Regions from separate parts of the Mus musculus genome. Here region 2 is linked to region 1. The links are chromatin contacts, called in public HiChIP or PLAC-seq maps. All regions are on one chromosome and are shown on one strand. The core of a region is the stretch at or near the end of the contact, and the rest is flanking DNA. Distances in the headings are between cores, read along the strand shown.

Region 1 (3,279 bases), core at 343-2,842:
AACCCAAAAGAAACAATAGACAAGTTGGGCCCTGATGGGGTCTCTGGAGGCTAAGCAAGGCTTTGACTCATGGCTGCTGCTCTGGGTGACCCTCTGGAATGGCCTCATCCCTTGACTACTGACCCTTCCAAGAGGAAGCCTGAAGTCCCGTCACTCTAGGAGGGAGGCTGGATGGCTTTTCTCTCTCACAGAGGCTTGGCTGGAAGCTAGTCTTGTGCCTGCTTCTGCCCTTTTACCAGGAGAGCACAAATTGCCTGTCTCTCACCCAACATTGTGGAGAATCTGTCCTGGCAGCTGGCCACCCAGGGACAGCTGTCATCCCACTGTTTCTGACAAGTCAAGTTCAGACTTCCTTTGCTTTGCCCAGGATCGCCTTATACTGGTGACAGTTCATATTGAGTGTCAACCTCATTGGATCTAGAAGCCCTTTGGGGACAATCTGTGGGCGTGTCTGAAGGGAAATTTCAAGATTAGGTTAATGCAGGTGGAAGACCCACCCTAAATGTGAGCAGCATGATTCCATTGTGGCCTTGGGTCCTACCTAGATTGAACAAGGAACAAAGGAACTGAACACCAGCATTCATCTATGCTTCCTGACTGTGACTGCAGCTGCCTCATGCTCCTGCTTTGGGCCCTACCTTCCCCCTCACAGCGACTGTATCCTCAAACTTGAAACAAAGTAACCCTTTTTCTTCCCACGCTGCTTTTGTTAGGTATTTTGTTACAGCAGCAGACTGGTAACTAATACAACTGGCCCTGCCCTGAGCCATTACTGGATGGCTCTGGATCACCATCCCTCTTCATAACTCTCCTCATGCCCTCTGGGATCCATCCCCTCGAGGCCAAATCCACAGCTCGAGGTTCACAGCCTGGTATGAGAGGCCTACTACTCCTCCTGCCTCATCTCCCACCTCTCTGCCTGTCTCTGTGGCATCACCTCTGCCTGGAAGAAGACCCCACCCTCCAACTTGTGCTTAGGCTATGGGTCTTCTCCTCCTCTGTTCAGGCACACATGACCAACCATAGCTTCTTCTGGGCTGCAGTGAGATGTCCACGTCCTTCCATGTTCTTCTATGCCTGTTCATGGCCTCCCAACCTGCATGCTGCCTGAGATCTTCCCTGGGCACATCTACTTTAGTCTCATGGCTGCATGTGTGTTTCTGGGTTCCAGACATCTGTCTTCAGCCCTCATTCTCAGCAGCTTCCATTCCATCTCCTGGATGTCCAGTGAGATAGGAGACTATCTTTATGACATAGAAACCCTGGGCTTTTCTCCTGGTTTGGGCCTTCCGGCTTGTAGCTATGAGCTCCCAGTAATGCTTATACTGGCTCTTAGCTATCCAGAGCCATATGAAGTCAGCTGCGTCTTTGCCCACTTCCATGGACTAGATCTGTGCCCGGTGTCTCATTGTGCTGTCTCCTGCCCAACCTACTTGCCCCCAGTGTATCTTGTCATGAGTGTAGCTCTTCTTGCCTCTAGTCTCTCTGCTCCTACTCAGCTCAAGGACCAGAGCCGTGCTGAGCACACGTGAGGCCCTGGCATTCCTGCTTTGAACTTGCCACAGCAAGGTCCTTTGCAGAAATGCTAAATCTCAGGGTTTGTGATGCTGTGACCTACCTCTCCCCAGGCCACCAAACCTCACTTCCTGCCTACTTTACACTTATGTCATCTTCCTTTATGGCTTCCTGGCTTTCTTACAGATTACCTGTCATTTGTCAGAATAAGAGCTTCCTGAGGGCAGGAGGGCCATATGATTAGCTGGCTTGCTGCCATGGTTTTTTTGTTTCTCAGTACAACAGGTGGAGGCATAGTGCTCTGACAGCACTATAGATATATATTTATATAACTCATTTCCTCCACAGAGAAGCTCTGTAGAGCAAATGCTTGGGTCTCTGGGACATGGTAGCTGTTAGTGGATAAAGTCAGGTGGCTTTCGAATGCAACACCCAGAGCATCCTGCCCAGGTGAGCCCTCTATCCCTGGTGAGGTACACACATAGGTATAGCCTCCTGAAGAGGCAACTGCCAGCCTTAAACCTCAACACATCACTCACCACCTTACTACTGGACCCTAATACGGTGGCCTGTCAACTATATCGGTTCTCAGGATCCATCCATCCATCCATCCATCCATCCATCCATCCATCCATCCATCCTGCCTGCCTGCCTGCCTGCCTGCCACCCACCCATCCATCCACCCACCCACCCAATCATCCATCCATCCAAGATCATTTCCCTCAGGGAAGGCAATACTTAACATTCTTTTTTCCTAGGACCTCTCATTATGAGACATTATCTTGTAGTGACTCAAAGCATCCTTTTTGAGTCCAGAACTGATGCTCTTAATTACTGGGAAGAGGAGAAGGAGGAGGAGGAGAGGAGGAAAGGTTCAGGACCACAAGGAGGCAGTGCCTGGAAGGACAGCAATGTTTATAAGGTAGTTCCAAAATCTCTCAATACGTTTTTTTTTTTTGTTTTGTTTTGTTGTTTTGCTTTGCTAGACAGGGTAGCCCAGGCTGACCTCTCAACTCCCTGTGTAGTTGAGAATGGCCTTGATCCTCCTGCCTCTACTTTTCAAGTGCTGGGACTACAGGTAGGTACTATGATGCCCAGCGACAGCACTGTGGTCTGCCTGAGTCTTTCCATTGTTTATGCAGATGTGTAGGTGGCTGCAGGGAAAAATAACACCTGTCATCACCGAGATTTGAGGCCGGTGGGGGAGGGGAGGGCTGGTGGGCTGTTTGCCAGTAGTCAGGAATGTTGGCTGCCTTGAATCGGCTCTCTAAGAAGTGGTTCCTGAGAGAGGGATTTGGGCCCAGGAGATTTGTGGGAAAGTCAGGGAGGAAGAAGAAAGAGGACATAAGGCAAAGGGGCCCCAGAGGCTGTTCTGTGTCCAGGGGCGCCTGAGTGTATTTATGCACCGCTCTCCCGCCCGCCCGCCCTCCCAGCTGCCACTGACCGAGTTCCTCCTCCGAGTGCAGGGTGGGTTCCACCAAGGCTTTGAGTTCAGTGCTCTGTAGCAGGTAGCTCTTGAGCTGGGTCATCATGGTACGGATCTCCTGCAGCATCTCAGTGCTGGATGTCTGGCGGGCCATCATCTCCAGGCTGTACACCTTGTAGTCCTGCACCAGGCTGCCGAAGTAGGAGCTCTTGTCCTGTGCCAGCTCCACCACCTTCTTATACAGTTTGCGGTCGCTGGAGAGGAAGGCATGGAAGACGCTGGCGAAGCTGACGAAGCTGAGGCGGTGGCGGGCCTTGTCCAGGATCATTGAGGGTTTC
Region 2 (3,279 bases), core at 538-3,037, 960 kb before region 1:
TCCACTTTACAAAGGTGAGTCCCTAGGCTGGGCTTCCCATGGGCCAGGAAGTCCAGAAGTAAAGTGGGCAGCTTTCAGACTGCTCCCATGAATTCCCAGCTCTGAGGGGTCCCCTTTGCAGAGGGTAGAACCCCTCCAAAATGCATGATGCATGCTAATTAGATCTTGTGTTTACACATGGGATCACCCAACATTTTCCACAGGTCAACATGCTAGGGTGGTGGGGAGGGGGTGTCACTGGAGCCTTAGTTGAAAAGATGGGGCATATATGTCTGTGGCTTACATCAAGCATGGGAACACACTCAGACTACAAGCATGCAGGGTTTGGTGAGGGGCTGGGTGGGAATGTGTGGAGGGGGTGCTCACAGAGGGATGTCTGGGCTGAACCCCAACAGGAAGGGATTTACCAGCTGGCTAAGCTTCTGCAACAGCATGGGCAAAAGCCAGAGGGTAGGAGAAGGGGTGTGTACCTCTGCCATGTTTATGTAAGCAAAAGCCTCCTGGCCAGCTCAGCACTAGGGTTCTCATTTCAGACGTAAGGACCAAAGGCACATCTGTGATTTGGCATCCAGCACATATAATATTCTGCAGGCACCTGAACGCAACATGGATGTGTCTTCTATGGGGCCCTTAGCTGTTACCTGAGACCTCAGCTGTCCCAAAGAGAGCTGTAGGAAGCATGCCAAATACCAGCTTGGTGGCTTGGCCTTGGTTGGACCTATTAGGTACCGAAGCCCCCAGCTCCTGGCTCCTGGATTTGGCCTCCTGTGGACCCTCCCTGGAGCCTCCTCTAGGAAGGCTTTGCTGTGTGGTTCACAGAGAGAAGACTAGCGCTCATGAGGTGGGGAGAGAAACCCCTTGAAACACCATAGGCAGCTGTTTCCCCTGCTTGCTGTCCCCTCTCCAGGGAGGCTTCAAAAGCCATTAATCGGCTCACATTCCTTGGTGACTCCAACACCCTCTATAGCTCCCTAGTGAGAACTATGGGCCAGAGCCAAGGGCACATTTGGGGTCTTTTGACAGAGGAAGTTGAAGAGGAGGTTTGAGGAGGCTGAGAAAGATGGGTTGTACTCAGAAGATAAAGCCAAGCTAAATGAGCAGCCTTTGCTCTGTAGATAGCATTCTAGGGGGCATGACTTCCTGGGTTTGGATCCCAGTACTGACACTTAGTCTCTGAGTGACTCTGAGTAAGACGCTTGCCATCTCTGTGTTCCACCCACCTCATTTACAGACGTAGGCACTGACGTTGCGTTCTTCAAGGGTAGTTGGAAGGATGTGTCAAACCTTCAGGGCTACACTGACTGTCTTACTTCTCCTGGGTCCAGCCTGTGAGCGCAAGAACGCGGAGGCGGTGAGGATATTGGTGCGATACAACGCAGACGCCAACCACCGCTGTAACAGGGGCTGGACCGCACTGCACGAGTCTGTCTCCCGCAATGACCTGGAGGTCATGGAGATCCTAGTGAGTGGCGGGGCCAAGGTGGAGGCCAAGAATGTCTACAGCATCACCCCTTTGTTTGTGGCTGCCCAGAGTGGGCAGCTGGAGGCCCTGAGGTTCCTGGCCAAGCATGGTGAGTGGCCACACAGAACAGCTACCAAAGACCTCAGAGGTCAGCTGGGAGGGGAAGTTGCACTGGGGTCATCTTGTGGCATCCTCTGATCCAGAGCCCCACAGGGCTGTGTGGAGGACTCTTAGGCCAGGTTTAGGTTCTGTAGAGCTATGGAGAGATGCTGCTAGGTGCTTCCTGTCTTACTATCTCAGATCGAGCTCAACATCCTCCTTTCACAAAAGAGGAATCTGAGGCCTGCAAAGGGGAAGTGACTTAGCTACGGAATTAGCTGTAGAGCTATCTAGATTCTTGGACTCTTGATGCCCAAACCACTACACATCACACTGCTGGGACAGAAAGACCTCAGATGGAGATCACATCCTTGTTTTGCAGGTGATAAAAACCAAGGAAGGACCAGGGTGGGAAAGTGATTTGTCCAAGATCACACAGTAGGTTATTGATACAAATGGGATTTGAACCCAGGTCTCTGCCCTAGTTTCCCCCCCCCCCCCCAAAAAAAAGAAAAAGAAAAACAACAACAACAAAACAAAATCAAAAACAAAAAAAACCGTAACAGGAGAAACTAAAACCATACTGCTTGCACCATGATGTTGCAGTAGCAAAGACCTCAAAAACATGAATAAAAACTGAGTATTTTGACAACCCACTCCAAGCTCTCCTGCGATTGTCTTTCCCTCTCAATGGAAGGAAGTTCTGTCTGGAGAACTGGAGAGGCCGAGACTATGCAGAAGTGTTGGGGCTGTGCTGCAACAAACCAGTGAGGACCTACTGTGTGTCAGGCCTCCTGCTAAGCATGGACCTATGACAGATAGGTAGAGTGTGGCCCAGGGGACCCATCCTAACCCCACTGTATACTTGAGGGGATCGAGGCTCAGACAGGTTAAGTGATTGCTCACTGTAAGAGCCTGGATCTGACCTGTGTCTGCCTCTCAGCCTAGGAGATGGACCCTGGGCCTGACTAAGGCTCTTAGCCAGGGATGACTGCAATGAACACTCTGACAACTCAGTGGAGTCCTGGAGCCCAGGCCAGCAAGCTGTGCTGAGGGCAAGGGTGCAGTGGGTGAGGGGGACCTCCTCTCCAGGCAGTCGCCCTCTTCCCTGCCGATATTGAGGCAGGGACTGCTCCCTTCATGGGGAGTTAAAGCCAGTTCCTATACAAATATTTTCCTTATGTGAGCAGGCTGCTTTGCTCAAGCCTAGGCCTGCGGGGGAGCCTAAGCATGAGGCCCAGGGGCTTGTTAAAGGTGTCCCTATACTGTTCCTCTGAGGGAAGGGACAGTCTCTGCCCTGAGCTCTGTCTAGACAGCAGTGGCTTCTGAGGCTGGTGCTATGTTTCTGTTATGTTATTTACACCTCACCCTAAACAGGAGAGGGCAGGACTATGACTCTTGACTAACAAGCAGGTAAACTGAGGCTTCTAAAAGCTGTCTAAGGCCCCAGAGCTTGGGAGTCATGGTACAGAAACTTTCATGGTCCTGATGAGCCCTCAAGGCCTGGTGCTCTTCTCAGAAGGCCAGGACAAGTCCTCCGCTGCTGAAAATGAAGTCATCGGAAAGGGTGAGAGGAGCAGATGGCTCTGACAGAGGAGCTGTGGCTGACACAAGCCTTTGATCTCAGCCTTTACTGAGCTATCTCAGCTAATCTTCGTCTACAGTGTGGAGCCTACAGAGAAATCATGTGCACACCGGTTTGCTCTCTCACTCCAAGA

What was found. HiChIP or PLAC-seq counts read pairs in DNA pulled down with a chosen protein or histone mark.
Region 2: an H3K27ac HiChIP or PLAC-seq map of thymic regulatory T cells shows a contact between it and region 1, with 5 times the contacts expected there. The contact joins two enhancer-like sites. A contact is called at or near these places in 2 of 484 Hi-C or Micro-C datasets (both in CD4 T cells) and 1 of 115 datasets of contacts at active chromatin or transcription factors (thymic regulatory T cells).

The regions. Positions count from the first base shown.
Region 1 is chr12:102,369,529-102,372,807 of GRCm38.p6, reverse strand. It overlaps Rin3 (Ras and Rab interactor 3), which reads right to left. Exons shown (of 10, transcript NM_177620.4): 6 at 2,960-3,279. Among named protein-coding and RNA genes, the nearest start is that of Lgmn, 69 kb to the left of the region's middle. Within about 2 kb of position 1,592, at least 31 of the 459 cell types and tissues checked have an H3K27ac peak or open chromatin away from gene starts, as enhancers often do. A contact at or near this core is called in thymic regulatory T cells, where this site is marked.
Region 2 is chr12:103,331,584-103,334,862 of GRCm38.p6, reverse strand. It overlaps Asb2 (ankyrin repeat and SOCS box-containing 2), which reads left to right. Exons shown (of 10, transcript NM_023049.1): 5 at 1-14; 6 at 1,326-1,571. Among named protein-coding and RNA genes, the nearest start is that of Gm15523, 3.6 kb to the left of the region's middle. Within about 2 kb of position 1,787, at least 67 of the 459 cell types and tissues checked have an H3K27ac peak or open chromatin away from gene starts, as enhancers often do. A contact at or near this core is called in thymic regulatory T cells, where this site is marked.